Regions from separate parts of the Mus musculus genome. Here region 2 is linked to region 1. A link is a contact called in public promoter capture Hi-C data. All regions are on one chromosome and are shown on one strand. The core of a region is the stretch at or near the end of the contact, and the rest is flanking DNA. Distances in the headings are between cores, read along the strand shown. Region 1 holds the start of Syngap1 (synaptic Ras GTPase activating protein 1 homolog (rat)). Region 2 overlaps Nudt3 (nudix (nucleotide diphosphate linked moiety X)-type motif 3).

Region 1 (3,520 bases), core at 659-3,158:
TCACAAACACTTGAGGCCTAGTACATCTCAACGCATGGTGTATCCAGGGGAAAAATCTGTTAATACATATAACCAAAACACAACAGAGGAGCTGCTCTAGGCTGCAGCTGGGCAAGCAGGATAGACCTCAAGGGACACTGTTCTACTGGGAACAGGAAAGGGACACAGGGAATCTTAGCTTAGGTACAACACACACACACACACACACACACACACACACACACACACAGAGAGATTCTATAGTTAAGAATACTAATGACCCTAGGAAGCAATGGAACATGGCAGAGGACAGGGAAATGGGAAATTTTTACTGGAATGAGAAGTTCCACAAGGGTCCAAGATGGGGGAATTCCTTAGAGCCCTGTTCCAACGATCAAAACCTGTGTTTTGGTAACCCCCCCCCCCAATCTCTATCACCCCAGGAAGCAGAGGGGACAAGAAGAGAGGAATCACCAGGTTGGGGAATAAGAGGAAATAAGCACAGACCATGTGACAAGATGGGAAGTGGGATAGGAAACAGAGGGTGAGCTGAGGGACAAGTAACAGCGTGAACCTAAGAGAAAAGGAAGATGGTAAAGATGGTGGTTGCTTGCCTAGGGCAAGGGAATGGACCAGAAGGTTTCAGCCAACATGGGGCAGAGGGAGTGAGAGAGACCTGTCAGGGGATCTGAGACACGGGGCCCAGGAGCAGCAGTGGTGTATTAAGGTAGTTATTAGAAGAGAGGGAGGGAAAGAGAAGAGATATGAGATAGGGACCAATACAGGGGAAGAACAGAAGGGGGACTCATATAAGAAACGGACACCATATGGGGGGAAAGATATAAGTGATGGACAGCAGAGGCAGGGAGGGGGACTGGAAAGAAGAGGTGGGGTGGGGGAAGGGGTCAAAGCGATTAAGAAAGCAAATGAGACTCAGGGATTGCATCTCACTTCTCCAGAGTCCTAATGAGGGCCAGTTACCCTCAGGATTTTTATCTGGCCCTTGTCCCCACCCCTCAATCTTACTTGCATCCCCCCCCCCAAACCAAAAAAAAAAAAACCACTTGATCCTCCCCCTTCTCTGGTGTCCCCTCCCCCAATCCTTTTTCTCTCTCCTCTCTTCCCTCCATCTGGACCCCCCACACCCCCCCACTGCCACCTTCTTTCTCCATCTGGCCCCTTCCCTCCCTCCATCCTCCTCTCTTTTCCTAAGTCCTACCACCCTGAGCCCCTCACCAAATTCCCTTCCCACCTTCTTGGTCTCTCATGCCGCCTGTGTTTTCATTTCCCCCCTACCCTCTCCCAAGACCATGCCTCTACTTCCTTGGTAATTTCTTCCTCACTCTGCTCCCAAATCCAAACCATTTCTGCAGCCTTTCCCCAAACTCAGTCCTCCCTTCTCATCCCTTTCTGACGCGCTTTCCCCTCCATCATCTTCCCCTCAGCCCCCTTGAAAAGGCCCGTGTCCCAGCCCCTCTATCCTACCCCTATGCCTCTAATCCCTCCTTTCCCACTGTTCCCACCTCTGCCTTCCCGACCCTCCCCTCTCCCTCCATTTCAGCCGCTCCTTCCCCTCGGTGGCCCCGGCCCTCCCCCGCCCGCTGCCCCTCCCCCTCTTGCCCCCCCATTTGGCCCTCCCCTCCCCTTACCACCACCGTACCTCTGAAGGGGGCATAGGACATCGCGGGGATGCTCCCCCGATGGATGGAGGCTCGAGACCTGCTCATCAGGCCTGAGGGGGAGGGGGCGGGGGGACGGGGGGAGAAAAAGAAGAGAGAAAGAGGGGGAGAGAAAGGGGGAGAAGGAGGAGGTGGAGGAGGAGGAGGAGGAGGAGAGAGGAGGAGAGAGGAGCGGAGAGGAGCAGAGAGGAGGAGAGAGGAGGAGGAGGAGGAGAATAAGAGCCAACGGCAGCAGCGGCAGCAGAGAGAGGGGGGGCGGGGGAAGCGAGCTAGAGAAGAGAGAGCAGGAGGAGGAGGGAGAGACTGCAGCCCCCACCCCTACCCAGGGAGACCCGGAAAAGGAGAGAACGAGGGACCCCTGACTCATACACACCAGGGAAGTCCCGTAGAAGCTGACCCAAGACCCTCAGACAGACCCCAGACCCAGAGAAAGATACTCACCACCTCACCCCCCCCCCACCTCCATACTCAACAAATTGGGTCTCACAGATCCAAATCTAGAAGGAAAGAGACCTCTGAGCTCAGACCCCACCCCCTAAATTAAAGAAAGGAGTCAGGGACCAGAATATGAGACTCTAGTGTCAGCAAGGTTCTCCAGACCCATGTTAATCTTATTCGAACCCTGGACTTGTAGTTTGGGAGACCCAAAACAGAGACCTAGACCCAAAGAAAAAGATGAAGCCAATATTAGAAAGTGCCCCAGGCCAGAATTAAATTTTAGAATCTAGCTAGAGGTAAGAAACCCCACATTCGTATCTCAAAGAAACTGCAAACTTGGGGATGAAGGAGGAGACATTCGGCTGACCCAAAGATGAAGATGACCACATAGAGATCTAAAATACATTACATCTGAAAGATGTGAGTTAGTGACCGATTGCGAGGTTCAATTTCCTGAAACAACTCCCCAGGTAACCCAGACCCTAGGAAGGGCCCAAATATTGGACCCCCACCCCCACAGGACCCAAATATTGGACCCCCAACCCCTCACCTACACACACAAGGATCTCTGAGAACCCCCCCCCCAACTCAAGAAAATGCAGAAGCCTAACAGGAGCCACCCATGCCAAGGACCCCAGACCTTGGAGGGAGGGCTAATATTTGGGCGGCAGGGCCCTTTTTCCTGCTGTCTCCACCCTCTTCTCTGTCCTCTCACTGGTCCCCTCTCCATTTTTGGGTCACTGGATGTGTTTAGGCTCCAGGGAGGTTATGTAGGGCAGGTCCTGGTTCCTTGGGGGAATGGATGAAGGTAAGGAGACCCAAGACCGAGAGGTGGGCCAGTCCTGGGGAGAAGAGTCAGCAAGGGGGAAAGAACAGGGTCACACTCTGAACTCTAACTTGCAACTCTCATTTCTCCTCTCCACTCATTTGTCAGCCTCTGTCCGAAGCTTTGGGCTCTGGGTATCTTCCATCACCCACTAGCCCATTTACAGGTGTCACCCAGTGCTTTGAAAAGGTGTCTTTCCTCTCCCAGCCACGGCAGTGCCAGGTCTGAGCCTGCCTGATCACTGCCCCCTACCCAGGGACAGCTGGCTTCTCAGCTCGGTGCTAACGCAAGGGCGGTGGCGGGGGGTGGGGGGAACTGTCCCCACCCAAGGCTGCCTGTCAGCGCGGGGAGGGAGGGGGGCTGTTACTAGGCACACTCCGGAGCTCAGGACAACTCCCCGGCCCCAGCCTGACGCAGCGACAGCGCGGGTCGCCAGGTCTCACGTCACGTGGACCGCGAGGCCGGCCAGCAATTGGCCTCCGCTCGCTGCTCCTGAGGCGGCGCCGCCTGAAAGGACAGGCCTCATCACGTGACGGCGGGTCGCCGCAGCGGCGTTCCCCTGCCAGCAACCGGTTGAGGATTCACGGAAATGGGCGGG
Region 2 (3,520 bases), core at 313-2,812, 650 kb before region 1:
CAAAAGTGAGGTGTGTGAGTTGTGCCTTTGGGTAGCAGATTTCCTGAAGCTGACACGACTGTGGCTCACTTGTGGAGGTATCTTTGGTGCCTCCCTCTCCAACTTAGAGATAGCACACTATAGGCTTTGAAGCTGTGATCCTCCGTCCTTTGGGAGGCTAGGAACAGCACCGTCACATACCTTCAGGGTTCCAGGAAGAAAACAACAGAGTGCTTGAGGCTGCATTTTGAAAGCACTGTGGCATGCAGTCCACAGTCTGTCTGCCTGAGTAAGTCATGGGGCGGACAGATCCGGGAAAGAAGAGTCTCTCCAGGTCAGGCGCGGCATCCTGCGTACAGCATCCTGAATACTGCATACTGCATACAGTATGTCAGGCAGAGGGTGTGGGCCGGGGAGGCAGAAGCCGATCTGCAGCTGCTCTGCTGAGGCAGGTGAGTGATAGCTTTCAAAATGACGAGGGCTCCCTGCCATGATGCAGAAGTCTGACTTTCAGCCCTGTAGAAACTCCATAACCATGTGGACAGGGGGGGCTTTTAGAGTTTATTATTGTTAATTTTTATGTATATGTTTTCCCACTTGTACATAAGTGCATCACATTTGTGAAATATATGTAAAGGCCAGAGTGGGTGTTGGGTCCCCTTGAAACTGGAGTTATTGCTGGCTGTGAACCACTCTGTGGGTGCTAGGAATCAAATCTGGGTCCTCTGCAAGAGCAGCCAGTGCTAAGCCATCATCCCTCCAACACCATCCAGCATCTTTATAATGGGGCTGAGCAGACAGTGGTAGTTTCCCAACCTTAGAGTGAATTACTTAGGTCTATGTACATCAGCATAGGGGGTCTCTCCTGTGAGTGGGTCACCCAAGGTGGAGTCCTTTGGTTTAGGGGTTTGGTTTGGTTTTGATATTTTGTCCTTTTATAGAGAACCTATAGAAAATGCCATGTCCTGTTGATAGCAGGTGTCGGCCTGAACATGGAGAGGCATTGGCCCTCTAAGGAAGAGGTACTCACAGCTGAGGAGCAGGGGCTCCAGAGGCCCCGTGTTCACTTGTCTTTTAACACTACTGCTAATATTATTTCCAGGACCAGCAAGATGGCTTCATGCATAAAGGCCACCTGCCACCAACTCTGATACCCTGTGCCACCAACTCTGACACCCTGTGTTCAGTCCCTCTGTTATATGTGGTGGAAGAAGAAACCTGTTCCCAAAAGTTGTCCTCTGACCTCCACACATGCTGAAATAAGTCTGGCTAACTCTCCAGCCCGCTTTTCCTTTGTTGTTTAACATATTTCATTTAAAGGGAGACCTTGGTGGGCCCTCTGCTGGGCTCCTGTGTCGGGACAAGCAGGCCACACACTGTTGCTGGGTAGCCTCCTGCAGGTACTTGCAATAGAGTTGCCGCCCCCAGGGCTTCCTTTTGGGGCTGAGCTTTCTGCCTTCCACAGGGAGCTTCAATACACTGCTCTCTCCGTGTTGCCCGTTTTTGTCATAGAGTACTTGTGTTCCTTAGAGAACTGTCTTTTGACTTAAAGAAGGAAGTAGCAGGAAGCTTCGGCCACAGATAAGAGTTTCTTACCAGTGCCTGAGCGGTTCTCCCCCATTAGTCCACAGTTGGTTACTTAGCGTTGACAGTGTGGGCTGTGGCTTTAGGTTGACATCTTGCTGAGGTTTTGGCCTTCACTTTAGGGTCACAAGATAACTGCAGTTGCTCCAGGTTTCAGGTCCCCGCCTGACGTGCAAGAAGTGTAGTGTTTCTTTTTGTACAGTCTCTCTATTGTGGGAAATCTTTCCCACAGTCCCCAGGAGACATCCTCCTAGGCGCTATTGACCTCAAATGGACCCTGCAGCGCCCCTTACCCCATGCTCGCTGTGTGCCACGCTCGAGTGAACCACATCGGAACTGAACAGAATCCGGGTGCCCTGGCAGTGAGGTTTGTGCCCACGGTGAAGTAGCATCTGTGCCTATGACACCTGAGTGCTGAAGCAGGGCTCCTTGTGGTAAGAGGTCTGTGGGGTCCTTCCTGCTAGTGCTTGGCCCAGTGTGCCCTCGGGGGAGGCTGGCCCAGCCTTTCAGACACAGGGTTTGAACATTTTTTTCATATGGGCACAGAACATCCTCAAGGAAAAAGAGACAGTTTCCCCCCCTTTATAAAGGTTTGTAAGCTAGTTATGGGTGGTGTAGCCTTTGACCCCAGCACTGAGAGGCAGGGGCAAGAGGATCTCTTAGTTCAAGGCCAGCCCAGTTAACATAGCAAGTTTCAAGACAGCCAAGATTACATAGAAAGATCCTGCCTCAAACAAACAAACGGAAACAACAGTAATAACAATAAATTTAAAAGGCAGGGTTTTTGTTAACTAGGTAGAAGAGGCACAGAGTACTCCCTGGGGCTTGTGCTTGGCTGCTTTTGCACGATTGAGAACTGAACTGTGGGCCTGCCTGCCACAAGCTGGACCAGCAGTGTCCCCAGCCCCGGGCACCCCCGCTGCAGAGGTCGAGGGTACCGAAGGGCAAAGTCTTACTGGCGCTAAGTGAAGACTCCTGCTGGGTTAGGGCTTGACATGGAGATGACTAAACAAGTCCGCACCAGTGCTGACGGCTGAACTTCCACATGTCCAAGTCAGATGTCTGAGCCCGGTGCTGTCAGATACTGAACTGGCGCCTGTCCCGACCTGCTTTTGCAGTCATGTGGGTGGTAAAAATACCCAACTTTACACTGCTGGCAGTATTTGAGACTGAAGAGTTGAGAGCCATGAAAACATGAGGTGGTTTTAAAAGAGCCACCCAGAGGTCTCACCGTGAAGACCTTCCCCCGTTGGCCTCAGGCTGGCTGCAGCCTCTCTATTTGAACCGTTGTGTGTGGTGCTGCGATCACACTAACATACAGCGCTGCACCCTCAGTCCTGAAATCCTCTTTTCTGTTTTCCTCTTGTCGATTTTTGTGGCAGGGCGACCCAGGTTGTCTGAAAGCCCGTGACAGCCTCCCTGCCTCAGTCTCCTGTGCTAGCGCTGCAGGCACGAGTCTCTCTGCCTGGTTTCCTCTATTAAACTACCAAGTTCCAGTTTTTAAAACGGGGTGTTTCTCTGGTTTTATTTGTTTGGTTTTGCTTGCTTGTTTGAGGCAGGATCTCACTGTGTAGCCCTGTCTGGCCGGCCTCAGGCTCACGGAGGTCTGCTGGCCTCAGCCGTCAAGTGCTGGAGTAAATGGCCTGAGCCACGTGCCTGCCGTATCCTGCCCTGAACTGGAGAACTTGATTTCTGTGAAGTAGATAATACCGTGTCAGCTTAGAGTGAAGTGGAGGAGGAACCAGAAGCTGCTGTGGGCATTGTCAGTCACAGATTAATTAAAGGGGGGACTGGGCTGCCTGGTGACAGCTTTCTTTGAACTGTACTGCTGAGTTGCTTTTTTTGTTTGTTTTGGGGGGGGGGGTTGTTTGGTTTTAGTTTTTGAGTCAGGGTTCTTTGCATAGCCCTTGCTATCCTGAAACTCACTCTGTAGACCAGGCTGGCCTCGAATTCAGAA

Evidence for each region. Promoter capture Hi-C pulls out the DNA fragments that hold promoters and counts their contacts.
Region 2: a contact with region 1 is called in a promoter capture Hi-C map of the HPC-7 cell line, with 2.4 times the contacts expected there. The contact joins the enhancer-like site here to the promoter of Syngap1 in region 1. A contact is called at or near these places in 6 of 39 promoter capture datasets (the HPC-7 cell line, embryonic stem cells, frontonasal cranial neural crest and 2 more).

Annotation. Positions count from the first base shown.
Region 1 is chr17:26,939,638-26,943,157 of GRCm38.p6, reverse strand. Syngap1 (synaptic Ras GTPase activating protein 1 homolog (rat)) reads right to left here and starts at 1,908. Exons shown (of 19, transcript NM_001281491.2): 1 at 1,640-1,908. The coding sequence starts at 1,706. It also overlaps a transcript of Cuta not described here.
Region 2 is chr17:27,586,538-27,590,057 of GRCm38.p6, reverse strand. The region is part of intron 2 of Nudt3 (nudix (nucleotide diphosphate linked moiety X)-type motif 3); the gene reads left to right. Among named protein-coding and RNA genes, the nearest start is that of AI413582, 23 kb to the right of the region's middle. Within about 2 kb of position 1,562, at least 78 of the 459 cell types and tissues checked have an H3K27ac peak or open chromatin away from gene starts, as enhancers often do. A contact at or near this core is called in the HPC-7 cell line and liver, where this site is marked.